Linked DNA regions of Sus scrofa: region 1 is linked to region 2. A link is a contact called in public promoter capture Hi-C data. All regions are on one chromosome and are shown on one strand. The core of a region is the stretch at or near the end of the contact, and the rest is flanking DNA. Distances in the headings are between cores, read along the strand shown. Region 1 holds the start of SHKBP1 (SH3KBP1-binding protein 1). Region 2 holds the start of C6H19orf47.

The links. Promoter capture Hi-C pulls out the DNA fragments that hold promoters and counts their contacts.
Region 1: a promoter capture Hi-C map of liver shows a contact between it and region 2, with 3 times the contacts expected there. The contact joins the promoter of SHKBP1 here to the promoter of C6H19orf47 in region 2. A contact is called at or near these places in 1 of 5 promoter capture datasets (liver) and 1 of 47 Hi-C or Micro-C datasets (fetal skeletal muscle).

What each region holds. Positions count from the first base shown.
Region 1 is chr6:48,810,382-48,817,330 of Sscrofa11.1, forward strand. SHKBP1 (SH3KBP1-binding protein 1) reads left to right here and starts at 2,782. Exons shown (of 17, transcript XM_021094398.1): 1 at 2,782-2,927; 2 at 3,160-3,213; 3 at 3,339-3,384; 4 at 3,482-3,555; 5 at 3,849-3,907; 6 at 5,928-6,089; 7 at 6,170-6,260; 8 at 6,350-6,540. The coding sequence starts at 2,842. It overlaps SPTBN4 (spectrin beta chain, non-erythrocytic 4), which reads left to right. Exons shown (of 36, transcript XM_021094394.1): 36 at 1,373-2,418. The coding sequence ends at 1,531.
Region 2 is chr6:48,640,042-48,647,221 of Sscrofa11.1, forward strand. It overlaps C6H19orf47, which reads right to left and starts at 5,321. Exons shown (of 10, transcript XM_021094390.1): 1 at 5,215-5,321; 2 at 2,447-2,551. It also overlaps a transcript of PLD3 not described here.

The DNA.
Region 1 (6,949 bases), core at 1,532-4,031, 170 kb after region 2:
CCCAGAGGAAGTTCCTAGTCTAGCTGGGGGAGGGGGAGGACCAGGAGGGCTGCCTGGAAGCCCCAGGACAAAGTCCAGTCTCCTAGCCTTGGCCTCTGAGGTGATACAGGAAAGTTAGGAGGGAGTTAGCTTAAGAAAAGAAAGAAAGAAAAGAAAGAAAGAAAGAAAGAAAGAAAGAAAGAAGAAAGAAAGAAAGAAAAGAAAGAGAAAGGAAGGAAGAAAAGAACTGCAAGTGCAAAGAACCAGAGGTGCAGAGTCCAAAGGGTTAACTGCCTTAGAGGGGAGCTCAGGGAGGAGGGTGCTCCCAGGGGCTACATCTACCTCTGCGGACACCACGGGCCATTTGGAGGAGGCTGGAGTTTATCCCAAGGGCACTCGGGAGTCATGGCATAGTTTTGAGCAAGGGAGGGTTACAGTGATGCCTAGGAAGGATCCCTTGGGGTTTCTTGGTGGCTCAGCAGGTTAAGGATCCAACACTGTCACTGCTGTGGCTTGATCCCAGCCCAGGAACTTTTGCATGCAGGGGCCACAGCCGAAAAAAAAAAAAAATCCCTTTGGCTCCCTGCCAAAAGATTTTTTTTTCAGCTGTGGCCCCCGCTTGTGGAGCATGAGAGGTCGCCAGGGCAGAGGGCAGAGACCAAGGGAGAGAGCACCAGGCAGGCCTTCGGGGAGGGGCGGGAGGGGTGGGAGAGAGATGGGAGTGTAAGCAGACCTTGAGACTGGAGTGAGGGGGAGAGGTCAGGAGGAGGAGCAGGCACATAGGTGGCTTGAAGAGATGTTGAAAATAGTGCCGCTTGTTGCCTCACTCATCCTCCTAAGAGGCTGTGAAGTAGACCCTTATTCCCTCCATGCCTCTTTGACCTATCTTTAAAATGGAGATAGGAGTTCCCTTGTGGCACAGCAGGGTAAGGATCCCGCATTGTCACTGCAGTGGCTCTGGTTGCTACTGTGGTGCTGGTTCAGTCTCTGGCCCGGGACTTCCACAGGCTCTGGGTAAGGCCAAAATAAATAAATAAATAAATACAGTGGAGATAAAAAGTTTTCCGTCTTATAGTTATTGTGAAAAATAAGTTGATATAGGTAGAGTACTTTCAGGGCTGCTTGGAAAATGTCAGTGTCTGCTAGTGTTATTGTTTCTTGTTTATGGTGGGAATGAGATATAATCTGACCGAATAGAGTTAAGTGAATTAATCCACAAAAGTGCTTCGAACAGAGCCTGCGCAAAATAAACGCTGTGTAACTACTTGCATCTTCATTATTATTACCCGGTTCAACAGATGAGCAAACCGAGGGTAAGTGGGCAGTCTGATTCCAGGCTCATCTATCACTCAGTCTTCCAAACATAAACTATGTGTCCTGTTTCTATCTCCAGGAAGAAATGAACGGCTGGCTGGAGGCTGTGGCTGCCTCGGTGGCGGAACACGCCGAGATCGCCCGCTGGAGCCAGACAGCGCCCACCACGTCGTCCACAGACGAGGGCAACCCCAAGCGGGAGGCAGGGGAGCGCAGAGCCAGTGGGCGCCGGAAGTGACTTCCCACCCCCAGGGCCTGACACACCTCCCCGCCCCTCCTCCTGGCACTGTGGGCACAAAGACACTTTCTCTTCCGATGGGGCAGGAGCCCCTAGTCCCAACCAACACTGAGGATGCGCCATGATGGGCACTGGAAAGGAGGGGTCTTCTCCTGCACCCCAAGAAGTGGTGGGGGGATTGCTGCCCCTATTAGCCATATTTCGGCCCCTTCCCGCTCGCCACCCCCACCCCAGGTGCTGGGGCTCCTTTATTTTTATGCAATAACTGAGCTTGGGGGGTGGGGCGGGTAAGGGGCCGGTTGAGCCAAGCCCCCTGCCCCGATGCCCATATCCTGCCCCAAGAAGCTGGGTTGGTGGGGGCGATAATTTCCGCGCCCCTCTCCGCCCTAGGGATGGGCATGGGGGCGCTGGTGAGGTCCCCTGGACCATCCAGGGTGCTAGGGGTGGGGAGGGGACGCCCCCTCCCCGCCTTTACCTCACTTCCAATGCTGCCTTGATCTCTGTCTGGGGAGGGGGAGAGAAGGGGCCCTAGCCCCTGCCCTCCGCCGTCTCAGAGCCATGCGATTAATTCCTGACTTAGTTTATTTTTGCAAAACGTCGACCTCCTCCTCTCCCGCCCCGCATCCGCGAAGGCTTTTAATGGGAGGGGCGTCAAAGCTCAAAACTGTCTTCCTCTCTCCTCCCCCCTCTATCTGTAAATGTCACTTTGTGAGGGGAGGGGCGAGGGGAAGCCCTCCCCCTGCATGCTTCTGGCTGGAGCACCTCCCGGAGGAGTGGGGGAACCAGATGGTAGGCAGCCCCCAGGGCCGCTGGGGCTCAGGGGTAAGGGGTGGGGCGGCAGGCGCACACTCGATGTACCTATAATAAATTCTTTGGCTTTGACGGTCTATGACGGTTTGTTCAAGTTTCTTGGGCGGCGCCTGGGAGGATTGGGTGGGGCGAGGCCAGGAAACTGTGTTGCGGAGAACATTTAGATGTCCCTCTTGGTATGGACTAATTTCGAGGTCTAAACACGTGCCCCCGAAGAAGCAGCTAGATGCCATTCCTAAGTTGGGAACCCCAGAGGGGTGGAGGTACGTTTTGCTATTCACGGTAACTAAACTTCCCCAAAGGAGCCTCTCGGTCCGCCCCGTCCAGCACAGGAAAAGCGGGCCCCTTTAAGGAGGAGGAGAACATTAACTGCGACAAGTGAGCGCATTGCCCAATCGCGGGTGGCTCCAGGAGTCTCCGGCCCAATGAGCACGCGGTGGAGGCGGGGGTGGGGTGCACACCCGGAAGCGGGTGCTGGCCGGCCGGCTCGCCCGAGGGCCATGGAAGCCGCGGCCCTTGCAGCCGACGGGGTCCCTAGTCGGGGGCCTCCCGGCGAGGTGATTCATCTGAACGTGGGAGGCAAGAGGTGAGTGTAGGAGATTCTCGAGACCCTACTCTCGGCGGTGTGGAGCGAGGTGGGAGTACCCGTCTCTCCCGAGGGGAATCCCTGTCCATCAAGGATTGCTCCGCCCTCTGCTGGAGGCGCGGGAGCCTGATGGGTGCTGGAGGAGCGAAGGGAACTCACCCGGTCCTGGGATTAGGGCCTCATTCGCCATCCTCTCTCCATCATCTCGCGTCCTCTCACGGTCCCCGCACAGATTCAGCACCTCTCGCCAGACTCTCACCTGGATCCCAGACTCCTTCTTCTCCAGGTGATTGGGAGAGCGAGTTTGGGGTGGGGGGTGGGAGGACAGGGTACGGGGAGACCTAATCTCCCCCCATGATACACACACCGCGGCCCATGACACCCGCTTATCATCCCCCCACCCCCTTGCAGTCTTCTGAGCGGACGTATCTCTACACTGAAAGATGAGACTGGCGCCGTGAGTAGAGCAAGAATTGAAAGGGGCGGCCGGTAGGAGGAGGGACAGGATCCCCACTTAGCCTTGCTCTTTGCCCCATCTGTCTTCTTCCCCGCAGATCTTCATCGACAGGGACCCCACCGTCTTCGCCCCCATCCTCAATTTCCTGCGCACCAAAGAGCTGGACCCCAGGTTGGCATGGAAGATAGCGGGGAATCCCGCACCGTCTTTACCCCCTGAGAAGTCTCATCTTCTCCTCAGAATGTTCACTTAAGCACCTTGATCATATTTAAATTATATGACCTTAGAATTCCCCTCAAACACACACATTTTCACTGCCCAAATCATCTCTCCTTAGAATCTTGATCCCATCAAAATTTGCTACCTCTTAGGGTTCTCTGTACAGTTTTTAAAACTCCATCCTCAGAATTCTTTGCCCACTCCCACTCCCCAGAGCCTGACCCCTAGTCGCTTCTATTACCCAGGGGTGTCCATGGTTCCAGCCTCCTCCACGAAGCCCAGTTCTATGGGCTCACTCCTCTGGGTAAGTGGGGCCCCCTTAGCATCCTCTTCTAATAGAAAACCAGCTCTCTGGTGGTGCTCCCTCTTTCCCCTCTTGAAAGAAGGTTGGGTTAGAGATGAGAGCACTGGATTTAATCCTGGGTCTCAGAAGAGTGGTGGTATTCTGTGGAGAAAGAAATGGAGGAGGGGAAAAGGGATCTGTCTCAGTGTTCCCCAAGTCCCAGCCTTTAGGTCCTTTTGTCCCAGTTCGTCGTCTGCAGCTTCTGGAAGAGTTGGATCGATCTTCTTGTGGAAACGTCCTCTTCAATGGTTACCTGCCTGCACCAGGTGGGAACTACTAAGGAATGGAGAGAGTGGCTAGGGCTCTAAAGACTACATCTCCCACAAGGCTGCAGCCTGTGGGCACCTGAGCTGTGAACCCTGAAACACTCTGGGAGTTGTAGTTCTTTTTTTTTTTTTTTTTTTTTTGTCTTTTTTCTATTTCTTTGGGCTGCTCCCACGGCATATGGAGGTTCCCAGGCTAGGGGTCGAATCGGAGCTGTAGCCACTGGCCTACGCCAGAGCCACAGCAATGCAGGATCCGAGCCGCGTCTGCAACCTACACCACAGCTCACGGCAACGCCAGATCCTTAACCCACTGAGTAAGGGCAGGGACCGAACCCACAACCTCATGGTTCCTAGTCGGATTCGTTAACCACTGCGCCACGATAGGAACTCCTGGGATTTGTAGTTCTAAATCAGATGCTTGGCCTGATGCTGGGAAAGGAAGTAGGAAACAGCATTTCCAGTGAGACACTGGGCCAAGCTACCCCCTGGAGGTGCCGAAGCAGGCCCTAGAGCCTGATGGGAGTTATAGTCCAGGTGTGATTTCCTTGTAGAGAGGCTTAGGGAACACTGGTGTCCTTTGTATGAAGGAGTGAAATATTTAAGGAGAGTTATTGACTATAATCTCCGTGAGACCTTGGAGCAGCCAGTCCACTGGCCATGGAAAATATGCCCCACTGGTTATTGGGAAGTGTAGTCCACTAGGCTTTGCTGATTTGTAGAAGGAACAAAGCAGGGAAAATTATCTGCCTAACTGTTATTTCCCTAACTTGGTCAGTACCTACTACCTTCATGAAGTTTGCCACATATGAAGACCTATCGTCCTCTTAACTTAGTTTGACCCTGGTTTTTTTGTTTGTTTGGGTTTTTTTCACCCTGAGGTGCAGCAGCTTGATGTGGGATCTCAGTTCCCAGACCGGGGATTGAACCCAAGCTGCAGCAGTGAAACCACTAGACCACAAGGGAACTCCTGACTCTGTTTTTGTTTTGTTTTGTTTTGTTTTAATTATTTACATAGAAATTTTCTATCACTATCTTTACACTACAAATAAGTAGACATGAAATAAACCCCAAACATAGCAGTGAGATTAAATTCTGGGAGTTCCCGTCATGGCGCAGTGGTTAACGAATCCGACTAGGAACCATGAGGTTGCAGGTTCGATCCCTGCCCTTGCTCAGTGGGTTAACGATCCGACGTTGCCGTGAGCTGTGGTGTAGGTTGCAGACGCGGCTTGGATCCTGCGTTGCTGTGGCTCTGGCGTAGGCCGGTGGCTACAGCTCCGATTCAACCCCTAGCCTGGGAACCTCCATATGCCACGGGAGTGGCCCAAGAAATAGCAAAAAGACCAAAAAAAAAAAAAAAAAATTCTGGGTAGATGCTGTTGCCTGCCAAGGCGACAGGCGTTTCTTAAGAGGAAAGATTAGCACATATTGAAGAGGTATCAACATCATGGCAGTACCAAAATGATTCTTCCTTTGTGATGGACTCAAAGGGAACTGAAAATGGCATAGCTGGCCGTGTGATTCAGTGGTATTTAATGCCCTGTCCCTGGACCACCTAAATTTTTTTTCTCTGGGAGCCAATGTTATCCAAGTGGGAAAATCAGTACCTGGCATATTTTAAAAGATTATTGGCATGGCAATTACTACAGTTATCAAAACGATTGTTGTTCTGCCCCTTCTCCCCGCCGCCGCCACCGCCGCTGCCGCCACCGCAGTGTTCCCAGTGAAGCGACGGAACCGGCACAGCCTGGCGGGGCCCCAGCAAGCAGGGGGACGCCCAGCCCCTGTTCGACGGAGCAACACGATGCCCCCCAACCTGGGCAATGCAGGGCTGCTGGGCCGAATGCTGGATGAGAAAGCCCCTCCCTCCCCATCAGGTACGTTTCTGTCTCACAGGAGCCTGGGGCAGCCAGTGGGCTGCCAAGACCCTGCCCTGACCCTTGCTTTTCCTCCCAAGGGCTACCAGAGGAGCCAGGGATGGTGCGCCTGGTGTGTGGACACCACAACTGGATCGCCGTGGCCTATACCCACTTTCTTGTCTGCTACAGGTGCTCAGGAGGGCAGGGGCAGGAGGCCTAGAGCCCTGTTGATGGGGAGGGCTCAGGGTGAGGGCTGACGATGTCCCCTAATCCTCCAGGCTGAAGGAAGCCTCCGGCTGGCAGCTGGTGTTTTCCAGTCCCCGCCTGGACTGGCCCATTGAGCGACTGGCACTCACAGCCCGGGTGCTCGGTGGGGCTTTGGGTGAGCATGACAAGATGGTGGCAGCAGCCACAGGCAGCGAGATCCTGCTGTGGGCTCTGCAGGCAGAAGGCGGTGGCTCTGAGATAGGTATGGCCCCAGGCTTTTTCCAGAACCCTTGGCCCTTTTAGAGTTCTACTCCAATCTGTGGCCTCTTAAAACAGCCCACCCAGGAGTTCCTATTGTGGCATAGCAGAAACAAACCCTCCTAGTATCCATGAGGTTACAGGTTGGGTCCCTGGCCCTGCTCAGTGGGTTAAGAATCTGGTATTGCCACAAGGTGTGGTGTAGCTTGCAGATGTGGCTTGAATCTGGTGTTGCTGTGGCTGTGGTGTAGACCAGCAGGTGCAGCCCTAAAAAGCAAAAAATGAAAAAACAGCCCACCCTGCACAAATATCACACCCATAAGACCTCTTTGGGCTCTTAAGATGCTCTGGCCCTTTCTGCATCCTGTTATGATTCCTTGGTCCAGTAGGAAAAACCCACCCATGTACAGCTG
Region 2 (7,180 bases), core at 4,071-6,570:
ACTAACACAATATTGTAAATCACTTCAATACAGTAAATTGTTTTTCTTTTCTTGTTTTTTTTTTTCTTTTTTTTTTTAAGGGCCGTACCTGAGGCTTGTGGAAATTCCCAGGCTAGGGATCAAACCGGAGCTGAAACTGCTGGTCTACACTACAGCCACAGCCACTCGGGATACAAGCCACGTCTGCGGAGCCCCCGTCGTGGCACAGTGGAAACGAATTGGACTAGGAACCTGAGGTTGCAGGTTTGATCCCTGGCCTCGCTCAGTGAGTTGAGGATCCGGCATTGCCATGAGCTGTAGTGTGGGTTGCAGACACGGCTCGGATCCTACATTGCTGTGACTGGTGAAGGCCAGCAGCTATAGCTCCAATTTGACGCCTAGCCTGGGAACCTTGATATGGCGTGGGTGCAGCCCTAAAAAAAAAACAAAAACCGAGCCACATCTTCGACCTACACAGACCTACGTCTGCTACAGCACCGGTTCAACCGCTACCTTGGGAACCTCCACATGCCATGAGTGCGGCCCTAAAAAGAAAACAAACAAAAAAAAACCTCCCGGGATATTAAAAAAAAAAAAAAAAAGGAGTTCCTGCTGTGGCGCAACGGGTTTGGCGGCATCTTGGGAACACAGGTTGGGAACACCAGGTTCGATCCCCAGCCCAGCACAGTGGGTAAAGGATCTGGCATTGCCACAGCTGAGGTTTAGATCAAGACTATGGCTCGGCTCTGATCCCTTGCCAAGGAACTCCATATGCTGCAGGGCAGCCAAAAAAGAAAAAAAAAAAAAGGTCCCAGGCCAGGGATCAACCTGCACCACAGCAGTGACAGTGCCATATTCTTAACTGCTAGGTCTGGATACACTGCCTACACCAAAGCCACAGCAACGCGGGATCCAAGCCGAGTCTGCAACCTACACCACAGCTCATGGCAATGCCAGATCCTTAACCCACTGAGCGAGGCCAGGGATCAAACCTGAGTCCTCATGGATCCTAGTCGGATTCGTTTCCTCTGCGCCATGATTGGAACTCCCTCTAGGGACATATCTTTTCTTCTCTCTCTCTCTCTCTTTTTTGGCCATGAAGCAGCAGATGGAAGTTCTCGGGCCCAGGGATTGAACTTGCACCACAGCAGCAAACAGTGACAATGCTGGATCCTTAACCCACTGTGCCATGGGAGAACGCCCTGGCCTGGGAACTCCCCCATGCCTTGGGCATGGCCAAAATAATAATAAGTGTAAGAATTTTTTTTAAAAGCCACTTGAGGAGTTCCCGTCGTGGCTCAGTGGTTAATGAATCCAACTAGGAACCATGAGGTTGCAGGTTAGGTCCCTGGCCTCGCTCAGTGGGTTAAGGATCCAGCGTTGCTGTGAGCTGTGGTGTAGGTTGCAGACAAGGCTCAGACCCATGTTGCTGTGGCTCTGGTGTAGGCTTGGCAGCTACAGCTTGGATTAGACCCCTAGCCTGGCAACCTCCATATGCCGTGGGAGCGGCCCTAGAAAAGGCAAAAAGACAAAAAAAAAAAAAAAAAAGAAAAAGAAAAGAAAAGAAAAGAAAAAGTCACTCTAGAGTAGCTGGTGCAAAGTAAGTATTCCAGAAATGCCGGCTCTTCTTATCCTCCAGTGCCCCCCAGCCTTCCCTCCAACACCCAAGTGCGTGGCCTGCCTCCCATTCTTTACACACAAGGTCTCTTGTGCCTGGGATGCTTTCTCTTCCTATCTTCCTGACAAGCTCTCCTTCACAGTGCTTGGCTGCCACTGGCTTTGGGACACCTTCCCAGAGTCCCCAGATGTGGGACTCTCTCCTTTGCCCCAACTCAGGTGATGAGTATCACTGCAGGCATCACTCCACCCTGCACTTGGTTCCTAAGCTCCCCTCTCCAGTCTGAATTTTACCGCTAGATAAAAAGAACACAACCAGCCTGTCTCACAGAGCAAGGCGTGGAGAGGCTCCCTTAAGTCAGACACAAGGACAACATCTCACATCCCAAGCACTAACTTAGGCACCAGGACCAGTGCCAGGCATCACGCTGATGCCTCACAACCTGCTCATGAGTGAGGACTATAATTAGCCCCATTTTAATCAATGAAAAACCGACTCATTGTGGTGCAGTCATTTGCCAAGTCCCATATCTAGCAAGCAGCTCTACTAGGATTCTAAAACAAGTTCTCCCTGATCGCAAAGCTCATTCGGTAGCTCCTGTCGAAATGTTTCCATGCCAGGCACTGAGTGTGTACACATCTTAGCAACTCCTCACAACCACCAGCAGTAAAAGAAGAAATGATCTCCCAGTTACAGGTGAGAGTGGCAGGTCCGAGGTCACACAGCAAGTAACTGCAGGGCCAGGATTTGAACCCAAGTCAGTCCCATGGCTCTGATTAACACTGGTCAAGGGATTACCATTAGGCAGGTGATGTGGTCTGTCTTTGCAAAGTTTCAGTTGATACTTACTAGACGCCTTTACGTACTGGTATCCTCCCACCACAGCCGCAGAATTCCCTGCTGGACTCAATTTCCTCTCGCCACCATTAAAAGCCCATCTCCAGCGCTGACTTTCTAAACAGTGAAAATTATAAAACATTAATAATAAAGAAATGATAGGGAGTTCCTGTCGTGGTGCAGTGGTTAACGAATCTGACTAGGAACCATGGGGCTGCAGATTCGATCCCCGGCCTCGCTCAGTGGGTTAAGGATCCGGCGTTGCCATGAGCTGTGGTGCAGGTCGCAGACACAGCTTGGATCCCATGTTGCTGTGGCTGTGGCGTAGGCCGGTGGCTACAGCTCCGATTTGACCCCTAGCCTGGGAACCTCCATATGCCACGGGAGCGGCCCTGGAAAAGGCAAAAAGACAAAATAATAATAATAATAATAATAATAATAATAATAATAATAAAGAAATGATAGCTCCCAAAATTCAAGTAATTACCATGCACCAGATTCCCTGTGCTAAAGCCCATAGGAGGTGTGGCTCCAAGTCTCAATTTTACCACTTCCTGACTCTGACTCTGGGGCAAATGGCTTAACTGTTCTGGATCTCACTCCCTTCGACGTTAAAATAAGAATGATAGAGGAGTTACTGTACATCAGCTATACTCCAGTTATAAAAAAAAAAAAAAAAAAGAATGATAGGTGTGGAGTTTCTATTGTGGCTCAGTGGCAACAAATCTGACTAGAATCCATGAGGACGCAGGTTCGATGGGTGAAGGATCAATGGGTGAAGGATCTGACATTGCCGTGAGCTGTGGTGTAGGTCACAGACGTGACTTGGATCCTGCATTGCAGTGGCTGTGGTGCAGGCCAGCAGCTACAGCTCCGATTCAACCCCTAGACTGGGAACCTCCATATGCCAAGAGTTCTGGCATAAAAAGATTTAAAAAAAAAAGATAGACGTATCTGTTCTTTTTTTTTTTTTTTTTTTTTTTTGTCTTTTTGCCTTTACTAGGGCCGCTCCCGTGGCATATGGAGGTTCCCAGGCTAGGGGTCAATCGGAGCTGTAGTCACCGGCCTACGCCAGAGCCACAGCAACGTGGGATCCAAGCCGCATCTGCAACCTACACCACAGCTCACAGCAACGCCGGATCCTTAACCCACTGAGCGAGGTCAGGGATAGAACCTGCAACCTCATGGTTCCTAGTCAGATTCGTTAATCACTGTGCCACCACAGGAACTCCAAATGTATCTGTTCTTAAAGTGCTTAGTGGGGTTGAATGAGTTCATAAGCACCCAGCCCTTAAAACAGTGCTCAGCAGTTATGCATATGTGCATTAAGTAAAATAAATAAACCTTCAGTGAGCTAGGGAAAGGAGAGGACAGTCATTGAGCTGATATCAGTCATATGCAAAGTGTGAGCTGAGAACAGAGTATAAGATAACTTGACAGGGTCCATGGGATCTGACAACATGGAATCACACAGTGTAAGTTTTCAATTCTTCCAGGTTCTGTCTACAATTTAATAGACCATTCTGCTTCCATTGGTGTTCAGGTTGTTTTCCTTCTTCTCACGCCAGCAATGCTACTTTTCCATTAGGAAAGAACACAAATTTTCCTTCTCAATTGAATTGACTGGAGGAAAATGCATCCGTGGTTTTAAAGAAAATGGAAAACCTAACACAATGGGATTAAGCAAAACTGATCAAATAGTAAGTGGCAGGGGAGTTCCTGTTGTGGCTCAGCAGTAAGGAAATGAGTAGTATTCATGAGGACGTGGGTTCAATCCCTGGCCTCACTCAGTGGGTTAAGGACTGAAGGTTCCTGTGAGCTATGGTGAGGGTCACAGACTCAGCTCAGACCTGGTGTTGCTGTGGCTGTAGCGTAGGCCAGCAGCCACAGCTCTGATTCGCCCTCTGGCCTGGGAACTCACATATGCTGCGAGTACAGCCCTAAAAAGACATAAGAACAAAGAAAAAAAGAATGGCAGGATGTCAATTTGCCCAACTCCAGTTTCCAAGTTTTGCCATCTTTTAGCTTCCTCCTCCTCTCTACATCCTTGCAAGTCCCATTTACACCAATGACTCTGAGAATCATTATTAGCGTCTCAATCTTTTGAGCTCCTACTTAATACTGTGTCAGGCCCTGTGCTAAGGACTCAACACGCACATTTCATCAGCATCCTCACAGTGATGCTATGATATTGAGACTATTAGCCCTCATTGTAGAGACGAGGAAAATTCAGTTCAGACAGGTGAAGATATAGGTCCACGACCACAAAGTGTAGTTAGGACTTGAGCTGAAATCTGTGGCCCCCAATTTCACGCTCCCACACCTTGATCTTCCACACCAAGCGCAAAGATCATCAACAATACTAACAATAATAGTATAGTAACGAAGTGAGCAGTGTGCCAGGCGCTGAGCTAAGGAGCTCCGACATGCACGAACTGATTTCTCACTACAACCCATAAAGAAGATGCTACAGTCAGATTCTGACCCCCATTCTACAGAGGAGGAAACTGAGTTTCAGAGAAAGAACTCGCTAATCCAGAGCCGTACAGCGGCGCCAGGACTGACTCCGGAACCCTGGACGCCATTCATCCCCACCTCACCCAGCCCTACCCCATCACCCCCGGCCCGCGCCTCACCTGGCCCTCTGGGCACGCGCCCACTCGCACCACCCACCTGCCCACCTGCCCGCCCTCCCGGCGGCGCCAACTGTCAGACCCTCCTCCCTTGGCCCGGCTGCCCGCCCCGGAAGCGCCGCCCTCGCCGCCGGAAGCCGGACTCACCCGCTCGCGGCTTCTCTAGCCCGCTGGGGAGCCACCAGCGAGGGCGCAGCTGCAACTGTCACGTGACCGCCCGCCGTCTCCCAGGCGCTTCCCTCCGCCCCTCGCTGGCGAGGAGCGCAGCCAATGAGAAAGGTAATTTCCCGGCCCCCGCCGGCCCGCAGTCCAGCCGGAGTGCGCCTGCGCGCCGCGGGGGGCGGTCGGGCGGGGCTCCAGCCTGAAAGGTGCGTGCTGGGCTGGGTCCCGAGTGGGAGACGTGGAGAGCAGGTAATGTGCGATCTGGGGGCGCGGCGCCTCAGCCGTCCTCCTCGTGTTATCCTTCGTCTGTAATGCATCTCTTCTCTGCACATCGACCTCTGTCCCTGTATGTCGCCATTCCTCCGCATGTTGTATCCTGCTTAAATCGTTACCGTTCCCCTTATGTCGCCATCATCACCCTTGACAAGATTTCGTTCGCTTTAAGCCCCCATTATCAGCACCTGTTGAAGTCGCCCCACCCGTTAAGTCGTAGTCGCCGTCTCGTGTCGCCTGCACCCCTCTTTTATTGCTATCACTCTTCTCAGAAATCGTCGTCATACCTCCGTGTCACCTTCGCATGCCTCCTGTTACCATCTCCTTAAGTCGCTCTCTGGCTTCCCTTAGGTCATGCTCACCCCTTTTGTCGCCATCCCTCCTCGTCGTCACCTTTGTTCCTCTGACAGTCACTGCCCACGTCTAATGATTCTAGTTTTCACCATGAAGAGCCACCCTGCCCTACAGTTTTTCTTCTCTTCGTGTCTCTGTCATTTCCCCAAGTCACCTCTCATGTACTCCGGGTATGAAAGCCCTTTACTCAGGGCGTGCCAGGATTCTGACTTCACCACTAAACCTCTGGGTAACCTTGACCTAATCACACCTTTGCAGTCTCAGCTTCCTCATCTGTAAAATCCACACAAGGACACCAACATCAGGGATGATTGTTAAGAATTCTGCATTATTCTAGTGATATGCCCAACTTGATATGGTGATTTGGGCTAATATTATTAGCCATGTCACCCTCACCCAGTCACCTTCATCACCTCATTGTCACTCTCCCCCTACCCCCAACTGCCCTCATCATTCTGGTGATGTCATCACACTTCCTGTATCCTGATGCTCATGCCACAACAGCCAACCCATGCTACCCCACATGGCAATCTCCACGCTGTCCTCACCTCTGCCACGTCACCACATCTGAGGGGGTGACCCATCAACCATCACGCACCTTGTTCATGTAAATACATAATCCCTTTCTCTTTACCTTGTTGGATTGACTGATTAACCACCCCCAAATTGAGAGCATTTAGCCATGGCAGGAGTCCAGGAGGGCTTGGTGGGGGGACGGTTATAGGTAGCTTAGACCGAGTCCTCCCTTGACTCAGAGAATTGAAGGTACAGAGAGAGAGACAGGGCTCACCACACCGTCGTCAAACCTCAGCAACCCTGCATCCCCAGGGGGAGAGCTGGTATCTTAGTCCCTCAGCTTGCTCAGCATGGCCACGTAGGAGAGTCATTAGCAATGTATTTCCATGGGCTGCAACACCCCATTTCCAATCTTAGTTCTTAGTACTTAAATAGTGGCATGACCTTGGGCATGTAGCTTAAGGTCTCTGTGCCTCAGTTGCTACATCTGCAACATGGGAATGAAAACACAAGTTATTCATTCAACAGATTTTTATTAAGCGTGTTCTACATGCCCAGCACTGTGCTAGGCATTGGGGACACATCAGTGGACAAAACAGGCCCGGTGGAGTTTACATTCTAGCAGGGCTAAGAGACAGTGAGCAAACAGGTAAGTAGATTATGTCACATGATAGAAGAGGGGTGGGAATACAAAGATCATTGTTTTAAATAGGGCGATCAGGGGAGTTCCCGTGTGGCTCAACGGGTTGAGGATCCCACAACTCCGATCGCTGCCCTGGTGAGGGTTCGATCCCTGTCCCCAGGAACT